2 separate regions of the Rattus norvegicus genome follow, and region 1 is linked to region 2. Evidence: chromatin contacts called from public Hi-C data. All regions are on one chromosome and are shown on one strand. The core of a region is the stretch at or near the end of the contact, and the rest is flanking DNA. Distances in the headings are between cores, read along the strand shown. Region 1 has its middle 21 kb from the start of Btg2. Region 2 has its middle 42 kb from the start of Prelp.

The links. Hi-C and Micro-C count contacts between places; a contact is called where the count stands out from the background.
Region 1: a contact with region 2 is called in a Hi-C map of liver, with 5 times the contacts expected there. The contact joins two enhancer-like sites. A contact is called at or near these places in 9 of 12 Hi-C or Micro-C datasets (the A7r5 cell line, the Rat2 cell line, Schwann cells and 5 more).

What each region holds. Positions count from the first base shown.
Region 1 is chr13:48,105,267-48,113,011 of GRCr8, reverse strand. No RefSeq gene overlaps it. Among named protein-coding and RNA genes, the nearest start is that of Btg2, 21 kb to the right of the region's middle. Within about 2 kb of position 5,226, at least 54 of the 93 cell types and tissues checked have an H3K27ac peak or open chromatin away from gene starts, as enhancers often do. A contact at or near this core is called in the A7r5 cell line, kidney and liver, where this site is marked.
Region 2 is chr13:47,970,950-47,978,229 of GRCr8, reverse strand. No RefSeq gene overlaps it. Among named protein-coding and RNA genes, the nearest start is that of Prelp, 42 kb to the right of the region's middle. Within about 2 kb of position 5,444, at least 30 of the 93 cell types and tissues checked have an H3K27ac peak or open chromatin away from gene starts, as enhancers often do. A contact at or near this core is called in the A7r5 cell line, kidney and liver, where this site is marked.

The sequences.
Region 1 (7,745 bases), core at 3,977-6,476, 140 kb before region 2:
GTCCTTAGCACTGCGCTCGCAGCAGCTGCTCACATCTCACCTTCTCCTTCTGAGTGATGGAGATACCGTTAAACACTTCAGAGACCTCCTATGGGTTGAGCAGCCCTGAGAGTGCAGTGTCCAAATCATCATGGCCCTCACTGTTGACAGATGCTAGGTGGTTGTCACATCTGCAGGTGGCAGGTTTGCAGTCACCTTCTGGTCAGTGCTGTGTGGCTCTGGTATCAGGGTAGAGCCCACAGGAGCCAGGCAGCCAGTGTTACTCCAGTGTATCCATTGAGCCAACGTGTATGCACATGTACAGACATATTTGCAATTAAATGATGATGGTGGTCTCTCTCTCTCTCTCTCTCTCTCTCTCTCTCTCTCTCTCTCTGTGTGTGTGTGTGTGTGTGTGTGTGTGTGTGTGTGTGTGTGTGTGTGTGTGTGTGTTTGCATTTATGGAGGTCAGAGAACAACTTGTGGAAGCCAGCGGGGACTGAAGCCATGAGGCTTGCAACACACAACTTTACCTGCTGAACCATCTCACCGGTCACCACCCCACCTCAGTGTTTCTGTCTGTCTGTCTCCTTCCACCGCTGGGATTGAAAGGATAAAGACTCATGGAATTAGATAGGGGAGAGTCACCCTGTCCTTTTCGATCTCTACCCAGAATGGACCTGGAACTCCTAGCTAGGGATTTCCCTCCCCTCCCACTGTGGAGTCAGCTTGTCCTTTACAGGCTCTTAAAGCAAAATGTTTGCTTGGATGTCCTGAGTGGGCTCAGGATATGACAACTACATTCCTGCCCTCCTGTCCCCCCAGCCCCCAGCCTTCTGGGTAATGATGTTGCTGCTGGGACAAAGGCAACTCAGGAGCCAGAGCCAGTGCCAGAGTCAATGCCCTGAGGGTGCAGAGACTCTCGCCAAAGCTCTCCGAAGTGTATTTATAGAGCAGCACACACATGCACACAGGCTGAGGGAGAGAGCACTGTGTATTTCCTGGAAACATGTGCTCGGTCTCTCTGTTACAGAAGATCTTCTGGGGAGGGTATCCTGTGCAGGGAAAGGGGCCTCTCTGCCCTAGTGTCTGCCCTTCATGGAAGGAGAGTTCTTAGGGAAACTCAGGCCTGACACCTCTCACTCTCTCACCCTTCACCCCATTGTCCCACTGGAACCCATAGTGGCTTCTTGGTGCTCTAACTGCTGGCTCTAGGCCTATCCATGTTCCTTCCAACCCAAATGCTGGGTTCACCTCTCTAGTGGCTGCAACATACAGGGATGTCTGTCCAGATCTTGTCTTCTGCAAAGCCTTACTCCATCCCCACTTGGCACACCCTTCAAAATGTCTTCCCTGTCTTCCCCACTGTGGGCATGCGACCTGTCTCATCTTCATGTCTAAGGCCCCATCTGTTTAGCTCAATACTATTTTTCATTGCCTGGATCTTTCTCCAAACCATGCTCTTCAGAGTCGACAACTGGGCTTTACTCATCTTTACGCTCCTACCTGTGTGCAGCCCAATGAGGGCACAGAGCCGTTGTGCACAGAAACAGGGTGGGGAGCTCCCTGATGTAGCTGATAAGCACTCCAGGCTGCTCTCAGCAGACTGGGCTTAAGGCAGCTCAAGTTACAGAATTGGCTGGCTTCGTGATTCTCTAAGGTTCTCAAGGTCTCCAAATGTGACTTTTCTCATGTGCAAAGTGGGACAGCCGAGTGACCCTTACATGATTAAGGGGAAGTTGTCAAGAGGCTCCTGCCATAGGACACAGACACAGCATATCCTGGGGGGGGGGGTTCCCTTTCAAAACTGCAAAGGGCTCCTGCTTCCCGCCTGACGACAGTCCAACCCAAGCCACTGTCCTTACTCCCGATGTTTACGGGCTACTTCCCTGATCTCTGTCTGTTGTCACCCTTGTCCCACTTCATCTGTTCCTGTCACAGCTGTCAGACATGATCTCTTAAGAATATGTCATGTGTTGTAACTCCTTCACGAACCGAGAGAAAGCGCCTGTGCCTTCACCACGGTCCTGCTTTGGGACTGTTCCCTCTCTTCCCTTGCTCTTCTGTCTCCAGCCACACTGTCCTGGCCTGATGGTCTTTCCACCGAATGCCTCTCGTTAGGATCCTCGTGCCGTCCTACTTACTTAGAGTCTTGAGTCCATGAGACCGCCTCTGCCTACCCAGACTAAACTCACCTCTGAGCCAGGCATAGTGACCTATAATAGATACCTATAATCCCAGTACTTGAAAGAGACAGGCAGGCAGACCTTTGTGAGTTCAAGGCCAGCCTGGTCCACAGTGAGAGTTCCAGCTCAGCGAGAGCTACCTAGTGAGACCGTGTTTTAGAAAGAGACAAACACCACCACCACCACACCACCCCCTTCCATATCACCTATCCCTTTTCTCTGCTTTACTCTTCCACCTTAACCTTTGATGTTGGCTAGTGTTTTGGTTTTTGTTTTTTGGTTTGTTGTTGTTTTGTTGTCAACTTGACACAAACTAAAGTTATTTGGGAAGAGGAACTTCAATTAAGAAAATGTTTCTAGGGCTGGGGATTTAGCTCAGTGGTAGAGCGCTTACCTAGGAAGCGCAAGGCCCTGGGTTCGGTCCCCAGCTCCGAAAAAAAGAACCAAAAAAAAAAAAAGTATTTAAAAGAAAATGTTTCTATCAAGTTGTCTGTAGGCAAGCTTGTAGGGTATTTTCTTGATTAATGATTAATGTGAGAGGCCAAGCCCACTGTGGGCGGTGCCAGCCCCAGGCAAATGGTCAGAGCAATACAAGAAAAAAGGCTGAGGAACCCATGGCAAACAAGCCAGGAAGCACTATTCTCCATGATCTTTGCTTCCATTTCTACTTCCGGCTTCCTGCTTTAGTTCCTACCTTGACTGCCCTTAGTGATAAACTATGACTTGGGAAGTTTAAGACTAAGTTAACCATTTCCTCCCCGTCATAGCAGTAGAAACCAAGTAAACTAGATGTTACTAAGGCAGATGTTAATAAGCATTTTTATTTTGTGTATCCACTTGTTTGTTGCTTGTCTCCCCCAGTAGAACATGAGCAGCACAGGAGTGGGTATTTTTCCTACACTGTTTTCTGTGGTGTTCTCAGCCTCCTGTAATGCCTGGTAGAAATAAGAGCTTTGTAAATGCCTTATTAAAGAACGAGATCAGATCTGGGAGTATATTTTGGGAACTCTCTAAGCATGAGTGGGGGACCCTGAGACCACGGGAGAGCAGCCCAGACTGTGCTGCGAACCTGGCACAGCTGTTTCACAAAGTCTGGGCTGGTTCTGGTCTTTTCTCTCTGGCCTCGGGCTTCAGAACTGACTCAGAAGGCAGCACCGGGCCCTGGTTCTGCCTCAGACTGGACTTTCCCCTCCTTCCGCCCAGCCCAGCCCAGCCACCCCCAGTGGAGGGTTTGGCGGGGAACTCCAAAGCCATCCTTTTCTCTGAGATGGATGGGTACTGGGCCTCCACCCAGGGAGAGAGAGAGAAAGAGAGAGAAGGGTGTTAGTCACCTTTGTAGCCCGGTGACAAACATACCTGAGAGAATCGACTTAAGGTCTCGTGGTTTCAGAAGTTTTAGCATAGGATCCCCGGATCCATCCCTTGGATCCTGAGGTGAGGCAGAAGATGTTGGTGATGGGAGGCAGCGGGGAAGAAGGCTGCCCATCCCCGTGGTGGCCAGGGAGCAAAGAAAAGGAGAGAAAAGGAACAAGACAAAATATACCATTCAAAGGTCCACTACCCTCTGATAGGCTTCCTTTGACTAGCACCATGAGAGACAGAACAAACCTTCCTACGAGAGCCTTTGAGAGATATTTAAGATTGAGGCTGTAATTTCAGCAGGAGATAGTCCCCAAGAGAGAGCCCACAACACTGCCCATAGTTGCTTTTTGTCTGGTTTTATTGGGGGTTCTCATAGGGCCTTCCTAGGGGGAAGTTAGTGTCACCATCCTGGGATTCTGTTCTAAGTATAGGAACATTCCCCTAAGTGAACCCCAATCCTCACTCTCTGGGGTCAACCCAGCCTTACTCTCCCCAACCCTTGTCTAGATAGTCTCTGGTCTACCCTAAGGAGAGCTGGCGGGAGGGTGGGGCGATGCCTGGGGCAGGAATGGGAGCCTCTCAGAGTTCTTTCTGCTCAATGTGACATCTCCCTCATCCCCATTGTTTGGTTTCCTCATTAGCACTTAGCACTCTCTCCTGTGGCCTCTACCTATTTCTCTTCTTCATCCTTTGGATGTGCCTGATAAAAGTCATGGATCTCGGGGTTGGGGATTTAGCTCAGTGGGAGAGCGCTTGCCTAGAAAGCGCAAGGCCCTGGGTTCCGTCCTCAGCTCGGGGTGGGGGGACGAGAAAGAAAGAAAAGTCATGGACCCCAAACCATTCTGAATGAGAGCTCTTTAGTGTGTAGAGCAGGTGCCATTGAAGGAGGAAGGTGGTAATCTGCCACAGTGACCTTGTCCCCAGTCCACAAGGACTCACAGTGGCCTCGGATATGGTGAGACCTGAGAGTTCTACCTGAATTATACGGTGCTATCTAGCACCTTCTACATAAGAGGCTTGCACCACTCCACACCCTGTGTCATGGACCCGAGTGCTGAACCACTCACTCGCAGAATGTGTGGAGCCTAAGTGAGACTTTCCTCCCACCCAGCCCCCAACCTCCATCTTTAAAATGGCCGCCATCCTGTGGCCCTCTCTCTCCAGGAGGCTGCCCTGCCAAACCTCCTCTGCTCTAGATTCCAAGGGCCCAATGGTTAGCATCATCATGGGAGTATTTGATGGCCAGCCAGGCCACTCACTGGGTTGCTCATGAGCCCATCATGGGTGACCATGCGTTCTCAGGAAGCCTGTGTGTTTGCTGACAGAGTAAAGCTTGTCTTTTCTTAGTTTCCCATGTCAGTACCTAAGCCTGGACATTTCTTAACAAGTCTTTGTGGCCTTTAGGAAAAATCCATGGGACACAGCTCTCTGTATTCAGGTCTTGGAAAATGCTAGGGCCTAGAAGGGGCTCACCTGACTGGGTTCTCTTTAAAGCGGAACTCTGCTTCTTACCCTGGATGGAGGATGAAAAACCATACAGCAACAGGCGTTTGTAGCAGTTAATATTTATTGAGGGTTTACTCCATGCTAAGTGCTGGCCCAAACGTTCCACATGAGTTAGCTCACTTAAGACTCATGGGTCACTGGGGCAAGGACTACTATTATACATACCACATGCAGCCCACAGGCCTGGGCTGTGTGGGAGGGAAGGTTATGGAGCAGGTGTTGGGTGAACAAGCAGAAGAGATGAGGAAAGAGGACAGAGTGGCCCAAGAGACCGGGTGATATTCAGGAAGCACATGTGCCCACAGTCCCTGACACCTCAGTTGTCAGACGTCCCCTGGACTTAGGAATGTCTATCAGGATTTTCCAGTCTCCAGTTTAACCTCCCCAAACATGACTTAGCAGCCAAGGGCCAGGTCTTAGGAATGTCTGTCCGGTGTGCTGGCCAGTTTTGATCCATTCAGCCAGACTTCTTCCCAGTCTGAACTGGAGCGGAGAAAGTTTAAATTACCTGACCCATCACTTAGACTCCACCTGTACTGGTTAACTGGGAGAGGACCTGGCCCTCTTTCATTTTAACCCCGGTAAGAATGGCAGATGTCTGGGCAGGGAGTCAATCTGACTCCTTTCTTTCCTGCTGGCCTCCCCTTCCCAAGCCTCAGTCTCCCGGGTAGGAACTGCTCCTGCTGGCCTCCCTCCACAGGTCTCAGAGGTGAGTGACAGCCAGTGGTCAGTGAGACACTCTTGGCTGGAATGTTGATCTGCGAGTGGAAGAAGCTGTGACAGGGCAGGAGAAAGTGGGGAGAAAGCCAGCTAGAGAAACCAGAGCAGGCAGCCAATGAGCTGCCAGCATGGAGGCTGGGCCATTAGACAAGCTTTGTAAATAACATCCGGCCTGTGTTAGAGCCATGATGTTCCATTCCCCAAATAGAACTTGACTCTCTGCTTAAGGCATCTCTCGGGCCCCTGGGGAGCTGCACCGGTAAGTCCCTCCCCTAGTTGCTCTGGAGTCAGGACTGGGAGCACAGAGCAACCCAGCTCACAGCCTGGTACGATGGAGTGTACTTGCAGTCACCACATTCAACACTTTGATAGCAGAGGCAAGCCAGATGGTGTCTCTTCTCCCAAATACAGGCAGGTTGGTTGCCGAGGGGACACCAGCACAGGCTCAATGGACATGTATTTTTAAGTCCATCCAAACTTCATCCACTCATTACCTTGTGTCTTGAATTTCCCAGGAGGCCCTTGGCAGGGTGTGCACTGGGCACCTGCAAGTGGCTCCAGGGCAGAGCTGTTGAAAATGTGGTCAGAACCAGGACAAAGTGAGATAGGGCTTTGTGCCGCCTTTGTAGATGTTTTCTGGCCACCCCCTCAGTTTCTACTCTGAGAATCCCTCCCTGCCCCCAGGGAGCAGCAGGGCCACCCTGAGGAGTCTTCCATCTGCTGTCCCACACCACAGGTCCTTACACAGGAGTAATCTAAACGACTTGGGACTCCAGATAAGATCCTTGCTTCCATTAAACATTGACAGGCCCAGGCCTGTCAACTGAGCGCGCTTATGGGCAGAGGAACTTCTGGGAGACCATAGCAGTTAGACAATTAAAAATGAATGGGCCCCAGTGCTTCCCAGGTTCTGCCTCTGAGCATGGCAGTTCTCCAGGGGCTGGAAGGAGGAGCCTGGAGGGTTCAGAAGGGGCCAGCAGGATCTAGACCTCAAGTGACAGCAGTCTCAGGCATCGGCTCCCTTTACAGTCTGGATGGGAAGTACACAGCCTCTCAGTCAGAAAGGAATTCTTGACTCTGAGCTCAGCTCTATAGCATGGCACTCTGGGCTGAAGTGAGAAGGGTGCTTCTCTCGTACTCAAAAGGTTCTTAGAACCTGGTGTGTGGCAGTGCTTGAAAGCTGAGGCAGGAGGATTGAGGGAGTTCAAGGCCAGTGTAGGCCACAGGATCCGACTGCCTGGAGGAAAGCAGACAATGGGAACAGTTTGTGGTGTTCCGAACCTGCAAAAATCAGCATCCAGGAAGCGGAGGCAGGAGGACCATGCAAGGTTCAAACCCACTGGGTTAAGTGTGAGTTCCTGACCAGCCTAGGCTAGCCCGAGACACAAATAAACAAATGCAAACACCAAAACCTGCCCCCTCTCCCGCCCCCGAGGTCTTGATTTTATCAGTTTGCCTGCCGTCCTCTCTACTCCTCTGTTCACTGCAGATTTTTCCAGTACCTGCCTAGTGTGTACTTCCAGTTGCTTGGGGAATGAGGAAATAGGATGTACACAAGACCAGCAAAGTGCGAGCAGCTGGCAAAGGAAGGAGAGAGTCAGGGTCACCTGGTACGAGGGAAATTATCAAGCTGTCTGGGCTCATAAGGACGTTAACTCATGGTCAGCCAACAATCTCACTTCACAGTGAGGGAGACCGGGACCGGCAAGATGGTGGCACAGCCAAAGAATTACAGAGGCCCCTGACTTCTGGCTTCATGCTGGAGGGGGGTGGGTGGTCTGACTGTTTCCTATGGCAGAGTAGGACGGTGTTACCCATTAGGTACCAGTGGGCAAGGATCCATTCCTTACTGACTCCCACATCCAGAGTCAGTGCAGAATGTACTTGGATCCAGGTATGTTTATGAATTCCAGGCCTCTGAGCACCTGAAATGTGTTTGTAACAGGCTGGGTTTATACTGGGATCTACTGACTTAGGTCCTAGCAATCTTGT
Region 2 (7,280 bases), core at 4,195-6,694:
CAGGCTGGCTGGAAAGCTAATCACAATTTATTTGAGGAATTAGGAAGTAGGCAAAGGAGAATCTTCTAGAATTTGTTTTCCATTCTTTAGTCTGAACAAGTTGCTCCTCTGAGAGTTAAGTTGGGAGCACTGGTATGGTAGCTAATATGAACTGCCTTCCTCTCAACCCCTACTTGCTGAGTTGTTTACAAAAAGGCTACTGGGGAAATTCAATTCTTCCAATAAGCTACCCCTGGGAAAACCCTTCCCAGCACACATGGTGGACAAGGAGTACATTAACTTGAGAAAGTGGCTCTTGGCAGGCAGTGAACCAGTTCTGGAAGCTGGTACCAAAGGTGTGTTGTTGTGCCTGGCCAGAGGGCAACCACACAGATCTGGCATTGACCGTGTCCTTCCACTCTGCCATAGCGGAGGTCGGGCGGTGGTGGTGGCGGAGCAGACAGACTGCAGAATCAAAGGGTTATTACTTCCTGGGCTTCCATTGCTCTCATTGGGCCATTGCTAAGTGCCAGGTCACCTTTAAGCCCAGCTCCCCCTATAGGCAGAGCCCAGTAAGTGCTTGGAAAACAGAAGAAAAGATCTACTGGGTACTGGCTCGCGTCGTGGAAGAGAGACCATGTGGGAATGTCACAGGGTGTTAAGTTCAAACGCCAAAGCCATGGCCATGAGGAGATCAATTTTGAGGTAGAAATGGGGACCTTAGAAAGGTCATAGAGGTGAGAGATCAAGGCAGAGCACATCCTCACAGCCAGTATGGAAGGGGTTGTGCTGTCTTCACTGCACAGAAATGTTTAGGGGTGTTCATGCAGGGCACACCAGGGGTGGAAGCTGAACCCAGCATGTGGCACAGTGCAGTGCCTGGTCCATGCTCTTCTCTGACGAAGGGAACGCAACAGTGGAGTTTGGAAGGAGATAAGATCATGAAGTGAAGGGGCCTTGTGGGCAGAGAGCTGGACCACAGCTCATGCCCTGGGCCTGTCACTGGACAAAAGTGGTTTACAGTCAGTCTCTCTAGTCCTATATCTCAAACTCACAGGAAAGGCAGCCTTTGACCTGGGAGAATAGGAGGAGGCTGCTCGTGCCGAGTCAGCCAGCAGCCCCATCTCAGTTTCAGTATGACCTCTCTCAGCTCTCCAGATTGGGGCCATGCATCATATGCTAGAAGGTCGGTAAACATACAGTCCGTGGCCCTTTCTGTGACCACAAAATTGAACTTCCCATGCACCACACAACCTCCCTTATCAAAACAGACAGGAGACTGGCAGGCTGGCGCCGCCACGGGCTGCATCTCACAAAATAAGAGTGACCAGAAATCATTGTCAAGGCCTGGGCTTGCATTTAAAATGCAGCCGTGCGACTCGGAATGATGGAGGTGGGGCCGGCAGGCACGGGTAATTGTGGGGCTTTCAGGGGACAGTGTGACTCAGTGAGGGCAGAAATAAATGGGTGCCCTTCGGCTGAACAAGTGGAAATATTCACCGTGTGCTGAGACCCTTCCCTCACAGCAACAGAGTTACATCTAGAGTTGCCATTTTGCAAGAGGGGAAACTGAGGTACTGTGTGAACTTATCGAGACCTCGTCCTGGCTAGTCAGTAGTGGAGCCCAGGTTAAGCTGAGGTAGACCCTGGGAACTCGGAGGCACGGCACAGTCCTGGGAACAGGTGAGCAGGGTCAGCACCTTCTGAGCCCTGAGCACAGTCTCAGAGCTCTTGGCCTCTGTGCTGAGATCACAGCACAGACTTTTCAAAAGGCAAAGTGCACACATTCAAGAGACGCCTTCAGAAATGGTGAAGAGCTTGTACACCCCCCCACACACACACACACTTTCTCTCTCACCATCTTCTCAGGCCTCCAAATCACAGCAAGGGGGCCATCCAACATGCACCCCAAAATCCATTTCCATGTCCAAATGTCATCATCGTCCATGACACACCAAATTCCACACCCCTAAAACCTAGAATGCTCTCCAGCACAGCACAATGTAAGCCTCTCAGCCCTTCCACAGGCTCCCCCAACCACAGGCTCTCCCTTCCACAGGACCCCCTTTCCACAGGCTCACCCTGATTCTTTATCCATCCCCCAGTTGCCTCTCTACCCCAAAACACCGGCAGCTCTCACCCTGGACCCTTAGACTCTACACAACTGTTCTCTTCAGATGCTCGCCCACACCAAACCACTCTTCATCCAGTAAACAGAGGAATTCTAAACCCAGTGGGGTCCTGTTGCTTCCCTGCCCTATTCCCTTCATGCTTCATGCTCCACTTGAACTATGACCCCCAAAGCTCCGATCTGGCCAAAAGTGCAAACTCAGGCCGGCATAAGGAGATTCTGTAACAACAAAACAAAACAAAACAAAACAAAACAAAACCCTCCCCAAGCATGTATCTGTCTATGCATTTACCATAAATCCCACGAGTGTATGGACTGTTTTGCTTTGATCACATAGCAAACCTCAGACCAAACACAGAGGGACATAGTATGTTTCTCATAAGTGTTTGCTGAGGAAATGAAGGGGCTTGGGGAAGTGGCAGTGCGGAGAGCAGCCGTTTGATGCCTGCTGAGAGATGGGCTGTCAGCTGTGTCTTCCTCTATTTCAGCCCTGGGACCAATTGATCAAGTAAACACTGGCCTGCTTTGAACACTGGCTACATATTAACCAGCAGGCCACCACTGTGGCCCTATGGGACAGGCACTGTGATGGTGTTCCTCTATGTAGAGTAGGGAAGCTGGGTTTCCAGACAGCCTGAGCAGCTTGCTAAAGGCCCCAGAGTTGGTAAGGTGTGGAGCAGGCTGTGAGCTAGAATCCATGTTCTGAAGTGCAGATGTGACTAGTATATGGAAGCTTCTGGAAATCCTCTCTGGAACAGTGGAGGGATAGATTCTAGAGGTCGGGTTAGCCAGCAAGCTGGGAGGGTCTTGGGCACGGATAGACACAGCTACCCTCTGTGGCCTCCATGGCCTACCTCTAACATCAGCTCTGTCGAGGAGACAGGTAGGAAGGTGTTAAAACCCTTGAGCATGCTCCCTGAATACATCTTCTTGCTATTTCCCAGTTAGTCAGGGATAGAATACCAATGAAGTCAGTCTGAAAGTGGTGGGCACAGCCATAGGTGGTCCAGACTAAAGTAAATCAATGGTGCTTCCCTGTGGCCTGCCTACCCTCCGTTCCTGACTTTCCAGTCCCCTCCCACCTCCAGGAAGCAGAGAAGGAAGGGCCTAGGAGGGAAGGCTGCCAACCAGCAGGAGAAAGGACACATCACTGGAAACAACAAAGCACCTTTCTGATTTATGAGATCCCCCTCCAAGCCAGTCATTTGGGGATGAAAATGAAATCTTTGAGGCTTTCTTGTGATGGCTCTTCACCAACTTTGTCTGCCAAGCAGGCTGCCTCTGCCTGCTCTGGAATTTTTCAAGTCCAAGCCAGCTAAGCTCTGGGAGGGGATGGTGGGGATTGGACAAGCAGAGCTGGAAGCACCCATCCCGCCCACAGAGACTGGGAGGCCTGAGGGTCTTCTGGGCACGTGTGAGAGGGGCTGGGGAGGAAACCAGTCTTCATCATCTTCTTCACCTTGCTCCTCCATCAGGGCTGGGTCTGACAGCCAGCAGGAGGCAGCTACAGTCTCTCTCCAGCTCTTCCGATTCTAGCTGCAGAGACTGCTCCAGGAGCTGAGGCTGCCTGCCCCGCAGAAGGCCTGAGGGAAAGGCTAAGTAACACCCAAGAAAGAAGAACATGGTGTAGTGAGGGAGCACTGAGTCCCAAAGACCGAGACAACACGGCAGGTTTGGACGAGCCGGCGATGTCACGTGACTTTGAACAAATAATTTTTGTTTCCTGGTCTAAGTTTTCCATCTTTAAGTGAGGGCTTGGGCCAGGTGCTCCCCACACCACTTCCATCTGTAAACGTGGTGTTTTCAGTCAGAACCTACCTCCGCTTTGCTTTTGTGGCCCCATTTCCCACTCGGCGTTATGGATCCGGAGTAATCGCCAGGTGTGAGCACCTCTTCCTGTGGCCCAGCCACTCCTGAGGCCAGGGACCGGAAGTGCTTCTTGCCATCAACTTTGTGCAGGTCTAAGAGGAATAAAGGCATGGCGTTTAACTGGCAATGCAGTTACACAAAGAGACTCAGGCTTGACCACCATCCAAGAGGCTCACAAGCTCATGAGAAACTGCCACTCACAAGGAACGCTTCCAAACGTAATCGGAAATCATCAACACTACGGGGTTGGGGGTGGGGGGAGATAGAAGCACTTGGGAGCCACACCCTCTTCAGCCTGCCTCTTCCTCTTAGAGAGCAGGAAGAACAATTTGTGTGAGTGGAGACTGAGGTAGTTTAGGGCTGAGTTCTGATGTCTTATCCCTCCGGATTCTCGCTGCTTTTTTGCTCTGTTGATGAAGTCTCAAGCAGTCATTTCTGTCTCGTGGTCACTTTAAGAACAGACCGGCTCCAGCGGTAGAGCGCTTGCCTAAGAGCGCAAGGCCCTGGGTTCGGTCCCCAGCTCCGGGGGGAAAAAAAAAAAGGAAAAAAAGAACAGAGAGGCTCTTCTTTGATTGGGTGGGATCTGGGCATGCGTGTGAGCCTTCCACCTTTCCTCCAAGAAGCCGGCTTGAACAGCCTTCATTCATTAATTCATTCAGCAAATGTGTATTGAGCCTTCCTCCCTCCTCATAGGACAAATGAGGTGTCAGACACTGGATGTGATTTATCAGATGATGCCCCGAATCCTGCAGCCAATGGGATCCAATGGTGCAGTGCATCAGTAGTATCTCTCCTGAATCCTTTGACGTACCCAGTTACTCAAGCTCTGAACTGTGCACCTTGTGGGCCAGTGGTCCCACAGGCAGACATCAGGGCTTCTTCATTGCCACTTTCTGGGTGGCTGCCACAGTACTCAGTGAATGTTTAGATGTATGTGGCTTTAGATATATGTGGCTTCCCAAGGGCACTGAACTAAGCAGGAAGTTCCCCTGGTTTCCCCAATCCGAGCACAGCCCTCCACTGAGGAGGCATGCAGAAGTAGAAAAGAGACATTTGGAAGGGAGAGGACAGGAAGGGCCTGGGCTAGCTGCCAGGCTCAGATGCCTCTGGACAAGCAGGGGTCCATGGTCCTCTGTGTTCCGGAATGTGAGAGGCACTTGCCAGGGAATCTTTTTAAAAAATGGCTCCTCCCCCAAACCTTTGCTCCTCACCCTGGACAGAGCCATGCTGGCAGTGCCTGCTGGACCTTCCTCACAGTGCACGGGTGCCCCTTGGTGGACAAAAAGCCGGCCCTGCTCTCACTATTTCTGAGGACTGGTGAGCCGTTAGAAAAGGAAGATTCTGAAGCCTTTGTCCCCACAGCCTGTCAGACTCTCGGTGGCATGAGTCTAAGTCTGCACCAGAGCCCTTTCTCCGTCTGACGTGTGGCTGGAGCCATGGGCCTGCATTCTTGGCTGGCCACACAGTACACTTACTGTCAGTGTAGGCTGACCTCATGGCAGGGCAGCCCGGGCCCGTGTCACTCCCCTCCAAGAACTCTGCACACTGCAGGAGGGCAGAAGCAGCTCCTTTTTGCTCGGATGAGATCTGGGCGTGCGTATGATCCTTCCCCTCGGGTAGTGACTGTGCCAAGACATCTGCCATACCGGAAGCTTCCCGACTCTGTGGATGGTCCCGGGAAGGCAAGGAGAGCAGGGTGAGGGCAGCAAACCTTTTCAGCCTGTGGCATGGGGACAAGATAGAAGGTTGGAGGAGGCAGGACCCTGGGGTGCTGTAGAACTTGAGAGCAGCCACTTGGTTTTGTTCTTATTTCGCAGCAAATATCAGACAATGTGCAGAGGCTGGTGAGATGTGTGTTAGGGCCTCTTCGCCGCCCCTGATCTCTGTCCCCCCACCCTAACCCCCATAGGAAGTCCTGCCCCTGTGACTGATCCTGGGCTCTTGGCTGGATCCTCCCTTCTTAAAGGGCAAGCCTCCCGGGGACCACTGCAACCTCCCCTGTCCAGAGTTGAGCTGAAGGTAGAAATAATTGTGCAGGGGGCATAGGCAGTCACAGCGGCAGGAACTGAGCCTAGAAAAGGTCAAGAGGCCATGGTCCACAGACACTGGGATGCAGGAGCGGGTAGTAGGAGGGATGGCAGCATGAGGAGCTGTCTACTCTGGGCAAGCGAGGCTGCATTCCCAGGGCGAGTGGCATTCCTGGGGTGCTGTGAGGTGGGGGTTGTGCAGGCTTTCCCATCTTGTTTTCTTAAGCCTTCATTACAGCGGGGACCTCACCTTCTGTGTTTTCTTTGGTTAAGATTTATTAATTATTATTTGTGTGCGTGTGTGCGTGTGTGCATGTGTGTGTGTAAATGCCCAAGGAAGTCAGAAGAGGAGCATGGATGTCCTCCCCGCCGGGAGCTGGAATTTCAAATGGTTGTAAGCTGCCTGATGTGGGTGCTGCCAACCAAACCCAGCTCCTGTGGGAGAGCAGGTGCTTGTAACCACTGAGCCATCTTTGCAGTCTACCCCTGCCCTGTTCAATAGCAAACCGAGTCAGCGAAAAGGAGTTTAGGCATCTTGGTTAAAGCACCATGGCAATGTGGTGGTGTGTGGATTTGAACTCAGGTCTGCCCCCTCAGACTCCAGATGGTTCCTTAACCCTCAATCAGCAGTTCGTCCAAGAGCAAAGAGGCCGAGGCAGTGCAGACATAGAACTTGAGGTCCAGACTTCTAGAAGCTTAGGGTTGAAATAAGCCTACCAACCTGTGGTAGAAATTAGATTTCAGTGAGAATACTGCCAGGTCTTAATTAGGCAGCCAACTGATTTGGAGGGGAAGTTAGGGAACCACCAACACCCCCACCCCAACTCTTGTCTCTCTTCTTCCCTCCTTCCCTCTGACAGGATTCATGGAGCAATTACGACTTGTGTGGAATGGTGCTAAGTCTAAAACACAAACAAACTTAGGGGCCTGTGGCCTATCCTTGGAACTCGAGATTCCTTGAGAAGTTTCAGGGAGCAGACACAGCTGTGCACACCCCTCTCGCTCCACGGTTTTCCCTTCCTGGCTTTACTTCTGTACCCCAGACCATGTCAGGCTCAGCAAGCTCCCATTTTTCCTTGAAGCCTCAGCTGTCTTAGCTCAGAAAGGCCCTGATCCTCCCTTCCCAGAGCCACCCTGGGGGCTGGCAGCAGAAGAGAAGGCAGTGAGTCTTGGACAAACAGGCCTTGACGTGTCTGAGCCTGTGGGCTCCACATCTGGACACAGCTGGGCCTGGGGCAACCCCAGTTCTCCAGGTCATAGGTTACACTGAACTG